Linked DNA regions of Mus musculus: region 2 is linked to region 1. Evidence: chromatin contacts called from public Hi-C data. All regions are on one chromosome and are shown on one strand. The core of a region is the stretch at or near the end of the contact, and the rest is flanking DNA. Distances in the headings are between cores, read along the strand shown. Region 1 overlaps Ntrk3 (neurotrophic tyrosine kinase, receptor, type 3). Region 2 has its middle 16 kb from the start of Mrpl46.

Evidence for each region. Hi-C and Micro-C count contacts between places; a contact is called where the count stands out from the background.
Region 2: a Hi-C map of cerebellum shows a contact between it and region 1, with 4 times the contacts expected there. The contact joins two enhancer-like sites. A contact is called at or near these places in 4 of 484 Hi-C or Micro-C datasets (cerebellum, cerebral cortex, cortical neurons and 1 more).

Annotation. Positions count from the first base shown.
Region 1 is chr7:78,516,549-78,521,101 of GRCm38.p6, forward strand. Ntrk3 (neurotrophic tyrosine kinase, receptor, type 3) reads right to left here. Exons shown (of 17, transcript NM_008746.5): 2 at 871-945; 3 at 181-252. Among named protein-coding and RNA genes, the nearest start is that of Gm39038, 55 kb to the right of the region's middle. Within about 2 kb of position 2,438, at least 3 of the 459 cell types and tissues checked have an H3K27ac peak or open chromatin away from gene starts, as enhancers often do. A contact at or near this core is called in cerebellum, where this site is marked.
Region 2 is chr7:78,764,970-78,769,417 of GRCm38.p6, forward strand. No RefSeq gene overlaps it. Among named protein-coding and RNA genes, the nearest start is that of Mrpl46, 16 kb to the right of the region's middle. Within about 2 kb of position 1,307, at least 31 of the 459 cell types and tissues checked have an H3K27ac peak or open chromatin away from gene starts, as enhancers often do. A contact at or near this core is called in cerebellum, where this site is marked.

The DNA.
Region 1 (4,553 bases), core at 1,188-3,687:
ACTCAGCCCTGGCTTCCTTCTGAAACCTTCTGAGGTTACCAAATCCCAAAGTAAAACTGTAGGCCTAAGAAAGTTAAAGGATTTGGCCAAGGACAACAAATATCAAAGCCAGCTTCATCGTTCAGGACTATTTCCTTGCATGTACCCTGTCACCCTCTCCAAAATTTCAGTTCTACTCACATATAACGCAAGTGGGGGTTCTTGGCGAAGGCTCTGGGCTGGATGTTCCGGAGTCCAGAATTCTTGATGGTCCTGAACAGAGAAAAAAGATGATTAGCATAAACCCAGGGGTTATAGCCAGAAAGAAGGCAAGACCCTTTCATTACTAATGACCCTAGATTGCCAAATGTGGGCTCAATGAGAGATATAAACCCAATTCCTTTGTTGACTAGGTGAAGGTTGGGATATAAGCAGTCATTGCTGGGTGCTAACCACTACCCATTTTAACCAGCAATTGAGAATCAGGGTACCTGGTGCTCCAGAGATAAGGAGGCTTCAGTCTCTTTATGCTTTCTCCTCTTTCTCCTCACTTTTGGTTGCCCATGTTTGAAACACTGAACTCCACTGTAGTGGTTAGTGGGAATCTAAGGCTGGGGATAGAGTGTAGGGTTGCGCCAAGCACAGAGCTGAAGGATAAACACATTCCCAGAATGCCTTGGAGCAGAGAAACCTTGAAATCCTAACCTTGGGAAGCCCCCAGGCCTGTTTGGACCAAGGTGGCTCCTAACATCCTCAAAATGGGTGATGCCAACCATCCCCAAAAAGGATTCATGAGAAGAAACACTGAAACAGCAGGCTTTCCATTACTACTACTTCGGATGACAGGCAGCATCCCAATTGTCTCCTAGCAAGCCACCCTGGTGTACTCACAGCTTCTGGAGTCCCGTGTAGAGCTCCATGTCCACAGCATTGAGTGTGTGCAGGCCTCGCCAGTTCTCTATGTGTCTGCAGGAAGACAGAAAAGGTCAGTTCGCTACAGCAAGAGGTGGCATACCAGCTTTAGAGTCAGACATGAGCTTGAAGCCTGGAGCATGAGCCATGACTTCTGACAAATCACCAATTAACCCTGAGTTCAGCTTCTCCCCTCTGGATGGTGGGGTTCCACATAGGAGTGAAGGACTCATGGCTTCTAAGTGTATAGCCTAAGGACAGAGTGCTTAGCATCTATCCCCAGCTCGAGAACCCTTCAAACCCATTCTTCAAATTTTTGACTCAATTTACTTCCCTCTTATTTCTATTCAGGATTTTCTAAAGTCGGGCTCTTTTTAGACTCTTTCATATTCTTAATGCCTGCACAGAAATACAATATAAATGATGTGGTTTAGGGAGGGGGTGTGGCTTGCCTAAGGGCATGGCTTCTGTGCAAACAAGATAAAGAAGAAGACATATGTGGCATATGCACCCACCAGGGCACAGACGAACACTCAGTCTGCATAACCATGGTTCGTTCCATTTGGAGCTCAAGAAAACCAGTGGATTGAAATGCACAGAAAAGCAGCTCCAGAGATGGGGCACTCAGAGGCACCATGGGGAGGTAGGAAGAGGGTGCCATGGCAACTAGGCTCAAGTTTCATCTCTGAGACTTGAATGAAGATTAAGCATGCACATTAACCAATCAGAGTCTCCTGTTTCTTTGCGAAGGAGAGGTACCCTACCACCTCAACTCCTCTTCTTTTCACCACCAAGATCTCTTTCTAGGCCTTTCCCTCGAGACCTCCATCTTAAAGAGGGTTGTGTCTAGCAAGAAGACTATATTTATTAAGTAATAATTAATTCATATTCTCAGATTCATCAGAGAAAAAAGTCACTGTTAATTGAAGCTCTTTATCAATACATGCAAACCAGTGTCAACCACCCAGTGCAAAAAAATTCAGCTCAAAGCAAAGAAACTCAAGACTGTTGTTATGAAGAGAAGTTTCATCATAAATATGTGTCTAATTTTTATTAGTTCCTGACAGTGACAAGAGTCAAATATTCCTTCATTGCTGCTTTTGGCATGTCCAAGTTGAAAACCATTCTGTTGTTGATCACCAAGACCCTTTTGTTGTTCTAATAGTGTAGGAAATATGACCTTCCATGAGGTAGCAGAAGATCCTAGGAAATGATCCATCCCAACCCTCTTAGGACCTGACTCCTCCCGCCACCATAACCAGAGGTTGTGATATATAAAAGGTCTCAGCACCATTTCATTAAAGAATATAGTTACTCAAGGCACAATCTGGCCAGAAAAGTGACCATTACTTTTCCCCAGACAGCCCCTCCCTTGCCCGACCACACCAGTGGTTCTGCCATCTGCCGCCCAGTCCAACTAGAGCCAAAAAGGCAGTGTGCCTGTGGCTGCCAGAACTCCTGGCAACATTTCAGAGCTGCACAGTGACAAGGTATGCCAAGAGCCCATTTTGAAACACATTCTCCAAGAGCCCCCGTGGAGCAGCCAGAAGCACTGGCATTTGCTGGGGACATTGACCAGGTGGCCAGGTTGGCATTGGCCTCTAACTCTAATGCCTTCTCTCTGGAAGCCTCATGGTTTCAAGGCAGTTTTCATGCCCTGGTCTCACCGAGGTAGGAACACTGACAACATTTCAGATGTAAGGAAAGCCAAGAGGACTAAGACCACCTGTGCCACTAAGCCTCTCCAGTGTATCTCCCCGGGCCATGGGCCATGTCCAATACCAAGGAGATCACAATGTTTGTACAGCATTCATGGGGGCCCAGCTTCCTACATGGAACTGTTTCTAACAAGTAGCTATAAATCAGATTGTTTAAATAAGTGAAATCACTTTTCTTGGCCCCTATTAGCATCTCATAAATGTGTTTTGATGGTGGCAGAGATGTCAGTCCCTACATCCTGAAACTTTGTTTCAGTCTTTATGATCTGTGCTTATAAATGGACCCTTCCTGACTCCTACATACACTGAGAAGTGACAAGTTAGTGAAGCATCAGTACGGAGACCTCCAGTACATTAAATAATATCTCCAGCATCCTCTGGTGCTTCCGAGTGCTCCTCAATCAGGGAAGAGCAGTATCGCAGCCACATTGCAGACTGGTTACAGGTCAGGGTTCTGTCTGCATTTGTATAGCTTCAAAACTAAGATTCATTTTCATATTTTGTTTTTTTTTAAGTCAAAGGAAAACCATACATCATGACCTGTGAGAACTAGATAAAAATCGGCATTTCTTTGCTCATATCTCTTCACTGTCGTCTACAGCCTTTTTCAAGTTGCAAAGTTGGATCGTTGCTGCACAGACCATATGGCCTACAAGGCTGGGATTTACTTTCTGGCCCTTTATGGGGAAAAGGGTTGCCAGGCCCTGCCAAGAGCAAGGCAGCACCAGAGTGCTAATCCTAGCCCCAGGAGTGCTCCACCAATCACACCCTGTCCCAGCCACCTCACCTGTCTGTGCCTTCCTTTTACCAGCTGTCAAATGGGGGTAATAAACTGCCTGCCTCATAACAATGACATGGGAACTGAAGATGTGTCTTGAAGAGCTCACAAGGGGCTGAGTGGTGGGGATGAAGCCCTGTGCCTCATCTAGCTTACCCAAGACCAAGACCCCAACTTCAATCCCAGTACCACAAAATACTACTGGTAAGCAATATCAGCAACAACAACCATGAGCCCTTTCAGGGCTGGGGACATAGAAGTCCCTGGAAGGCATAAGCTAAGGGGATTTTATGAGACATCGTTCCTTAGTTTTTGAGTACAGACAGCGTCATGCTTCTGGTAGAAGTTGTCTTTTCTTGGCCATAGATTTTTTTTTATTGCAAAAGAGTAGGGTCATCTTTGACTTTAATGACCCATCATGGCAGGATAGAAGGACAGAAAACCTGTCATTCGTGACTTCCAGGAAAACAACCTCGAGAAAGCACTTGTGAATCACCAGGTACAGAACACTTGGCATTGAGTCTGACAACCTGAATGTAATCTCTAGAAGTACACAAGATGAAAAGGGGGGAACTAATTCTTCTAGGTTGTCTTTACAGGCGTGCATGCACACACACACACACATGCACCAGGTTATACAACAACAACATCAAAAATGAATATATACATATACATATACTGACTTTTAAAAGAAAGAAAATCCCTATGGTGGGCGAGGGCAGGAGAGAGAAGATGCATGCCAGGGAAGGTGCAGCCTTGACATTTGCGAATGACGTTGGCCGGCTCCTGCCAAGTCTTCTATGACTCATTGCTTGGTACCAAACAAGGCAAGTCACTTATGGTAACTGTGCTGACTGCTATTAGAAGGCCACAAGTATCAGTGGAAAAGGCTGGCTCTTCAAAGTATAATAAATGAATAGGATGAGGTAAGAGACTACAATTGGTATGGTTTTGTTAATGCCAAATTGGGGAGGCAGCGCCCAGTGCCAGTACACGGGGTTCTTCGTGTCCATTGCTTTTTCTGGGTATTCCAGTTCAATACATATACATTTTTAAAAGGTCGGGACTTAAGTAAACCCTGTGGTGCAGGAGTGACAGGAGCCAAACTGGCTCTCCCTACAAATGTCTCACAAAGCTTGCTGTAGGGTCAGGAGCAAAGAGATTTC
Region 2 (4,448 bases), core at 57-2,556, 250 kb after region 1:
GGATTCTTTAGAAAGATGGAAGATGCAAGCATCTCATCTGGAGAAAAATTCCCCTCCCAGCACTCCAACCCTAGAAATGTGCCTAATGATGCTTTCTAAACTGCAAAGTCGGGTTTTCATTACAAACACAGGTTGACGGCCCATATGCAGCATTATTGGTAATGAATGGTTTTCCACATCTCTGCCCTGCTATAGCTGCCCTGCCCACCTCTCTGATACTGAAGGCACAAACTGTACTGGCCCTTCCAAGACCCTTGGAAAATGCTGCCCTGGCCTGAGGAATAAGGAACATGGCCATCCCTGTCCCCAGCCCTGTGTGGGGACCTGGGGGGAGGGGCGCTTCTGGGAGGTCCTGGCTAAGTGGCATCAAGGACCAGATGGCTGAGGAGATTACTACGATTTCGTTTCCATATAATCCATAAACTTGGATGAGTTAATGTTTCTTCAAATGCATTATCTTGTAATCCCAGGGAAAGCTGTGCAGAGCCAAGAGCCTGGTTCTCTGGCCTCTACATGCCTGGCATGCTGGGTAATCCCTGCTTTGCCCAACAGGTCTTAACAAAGGCCAAGGAGCTTGGCCAGCAGGGGAGGAGATGCTGGCGGCAGGGCAAGGCTGGCACCTAGGAGGCTGGCATTTGAGGGCAATTGGGCAGGCCCGTAGGCTCCCAAACAATGCTGGGAATCCCACACTACAACCAAGCAGAGCCCACAGGACATCTGAGCAAAAGCCCAGGTGGGGATGAAGATTTCCTACTCTCTTGCTTTTGGCTCCATCCTTGGCAAAATGACTAACTCTGGGCCTTATTGTCTCAAAATATAACAAGGGATAGAAGCAGGTGACTCAAAGAGTCCACTTCGATTCACTCTCTGCTACATGTGAAGCCAAGGTCAGCACTGTTTCCCTGTCATATGCCAGGAGCTGTGACGAATAGATTCCACCGAACCCACTCCATGCTCGGGTAAAAACTAGCTGCTTCCAGGATCCTGGGTGTGCTGCTTGAACCTGGCATCATGGCACATGAGGACTGGTCTTAAGATGGAGCTCTGCCACTGACTAGCTAGCAAGCCACCTCCCTCCAGCTCTTCCCTCATCTGTCAGCTAGAGTTGCTTCTTCAACTGGTATCTCACGAGTGTCAGAGAAACTCAGAACACAGGGTGAACCTACCAACCTGTGAATATGTAACATCGAGTCCAGTACGCGGCCGGCAACCTGCCTGCAAGCTGGTGTCCTTGCCCTTTCCCCCAGTTCTTTCTACCTCTCCTGAGCTGCCTCACCCTTTTAGTGATCTCAGCTTAATCCTGTCAGCTCCTTCTGATGCATTAAGCTAATGCATTAACGATTTGGTTGGTGACTTCTTCCTTGCAATACAGTTGCGTGTTTGCAGTGGCCATCGTGCCTTGACTCGTTGTTGTGGACAGATGGCCACCTGGCGGTAATAACACGCTAGAAAGCCTAAGAGCCAGTGGGGCTTTCTGACCCACAGCCCAGCTTTTGGCCAAGCGTACCTAGGAGGGATATACGTTTGTGTGTGGCGCCTCCCTGTGGATACGATGTGTACTGCACAGACTCACCCAATCCCTGACGCACATGAACCAGCAGCTGCCCCAACCAGGACGTGAATCCAACATTCTTACACTGCCAATGCAGAAAACGAGGCCCACATGCTGGCATAGAACTTGTTCAAGATTATACAGTTCCCTTGGCATTTTGAAAACAGTAATAAATGACTGGCAACAATCTCTCATAATTTTGAGAACAAGAAAGCCAGAATCAAAGTGTGGTTTGCCCAAGGGTGTGTCCATGAAATGTGAATTTAGTTTCGGTGGTCAGTTCTCACACCATAAATCTTTAGGGAGATAGAGATGGCTCCCATTCTTTCCTGAGGAGCCAGGTAGTGATGACCCACGTGGCTTCTGAAATCATATCTAGCTAAATGATGCAAAAATCTGGTCCTATAAAATGCCCCTTTAAGTTTCTGCAAGGACACTGTCCATCAAATGGACTCTATCCAAGAAGATGGAGTCTGTCGTGAGGCTGGGCACTGTTCTCTGTATCCACCTAGAGAAGGCAGAGATGCTTCCTGAAGCTTTAGCTCAGTAAAGCCCTGGAGAAGCAGAGGAGAAGGTGCCACTGAACTCAGCAAAATACTGAATGGTATGAACTAGGATTTAGTTCAACAGAGATTCAACCACACCTAGAGAGCTACGGGCAAGGGATGAGACTGCTCTCCTGTGAGTGTTGCTCCTGAGGATTATCTGAAAAGGAATCAAAACTGACACATGTCAGAGACTTCTGCGTGCTGGTGTTGATCACCAACGATTCACAAAAGCCAAAATGGTTCACCCACAGATGAACACAGAGAGTGTAGTATGTATACACAATGGAGTGCTACCTAGCCACAAAGAACAAACTCATGTCATTTATGGGAAAATGGACATTAAGTAAAATAAGCTGGATTCAAAAAATACTATCACAGGTGCTCTCTCATATGTATACTGTAGAGAAAAAAAATAATTGAAGATGCCCCCAAAATTGAAGAGATGACTATGGAAGAAGAAGATGAGGAGGTGGTTACTCCCAAATACATTACATGCGTGTTTAAGTGACACCGTGAAATCCATTATCGTCGTGGCGTTGGCTCAACATCAGTCAGGATGCAGTTAGGAAAATGTAGCCCACGCCATGTCGTTCAAAAGAGACTTTTCAACATGGAGAATGAGTTCCCATGGTGTTGAGAGAGCTGGAAACCAAACAGGGTATGGAGAGGCAATTTGGAGAGGAGCAAGAGTAAAGCCATCACCCTGAGGGCTGGGGACAGCAGAAGAAAACAATGCTACCAGGAGCAAGCCATGCTGCAGGAATGTGAATCAAAGAGGGCTGCCGGCTGTGGACCACAGAGATGCTGAGCAGGCGATGTATGCACGCAGTGGGAAGGAATATTTAGCCTTAGCTTCCCTTCCCTTTAACCTCCTGCCAGTACCTCTCCCTCACTGGCCAAATCCAGTTAGAATCCAGTCAGTAAGAAAGCATGAGATGTGTATTTAAAGGGGTTATCACACACATTCCCCCCAAACACACACACACACACACACACACACACACACACACACACACACAGAGGATCTGAGAGCAAGAGGCAAAGGACCTGAGATGATGCGTGAGGTGAATATTCATGAGTGTATGTGTGATGTGAATGTTCAAGAAGGTGCACGTGTATTATCAAATCAGTTTCAAGGTATGCAGGAATCGATGTATGCAGGCGAATGTGGTAGGTACAGTTGTATCAGAGGTACCGATGTATCGGATCGATCTCAGAGGTTTGTATCGTGTGTGGTAGGAGAAGCATCGTGGGTTTTGGGTGTGATGTGAACATTCAAGGGTATGTGGATGCGTGGCTAGAATATTGATAGCTTTTGATGTGCACGCTTGTGTGTGCTGTGAATGTCCAAGGAGCTGAATGTGATGTGAATGATCAAAGGCATATGACGTGATGTTCCAGAGAGAGAGAGAGAGAGAGAGAGAGAGAGAGAGAGAGAGAGAGAGAGAGAGAGCATTCACAAGAGAGATTTTAGAGAAGAGAGAGACAGGACAGCAGATGTGTACAGAAGTGTTCTCTGTGTAGCATGTGATAGGGAAATGCAGTCATGGGTCATCTTTGACAGACATGCATGCTAAGCTGGTTTTGCCCCCTTATGCACTCAAGATGTCTAAAGAGGATAGTGGCCTAAGCTTTTCATGGGCACTATGCCTCAAGATCCATATCAAAAGCTTGTGTCATCCCACGTCAAGATGCATATCAAAGCCTGTGCCTTCCGGTCTCAAGATCCGGATCACAGGCACGCCTTCCATTTCTGGATTGTCGATCATTTCAGATATAGCCAAGTTGACAACTGGGAATATCCATCACAGGCTCCATCAGATAAAGCATGATTAGTCCCGTCATCTGAGGACACACTGGCCAGGTTGGACTTAGGTGACACCTAAGATCCATCTCCACAGTTGACTTTGACAAGTTATGCATTGCCACTTAGATCCACTCAACATGGAAGATCCAGAAATGCCTGCCTTTGCCTCCAGATAACTGGCCTAAAACTGTTTGGGACAGTTAAGAACCAAAGACACAAAGATGGATTTCCCATCTGCTGCTCTTACACCCCACAGAACTCTGTCCCGGCCTCTGCAGATGGCTTTGTGTCTCTTTCTTGTCTGTCCTGACCTGGCTCCCTCCTCCTCATTCTTGGGCTCTTTATGATCTCCACTCTGCCCTGACTAGGAGGCCTTTGCTGAGCCAGATAGGAGTGAGAGGCAGGCCCATATTCCCTTTGGCTTGTTTTAGTCTGTTTCCTGCCCCCCTCAGAACTGAACCATCACAGGGACGTTAGCCAGTATTTTAATCACCATTTTATCCCCAGCGTTTGGCAGTGAAACCTTCTTCTCTGCAAATGT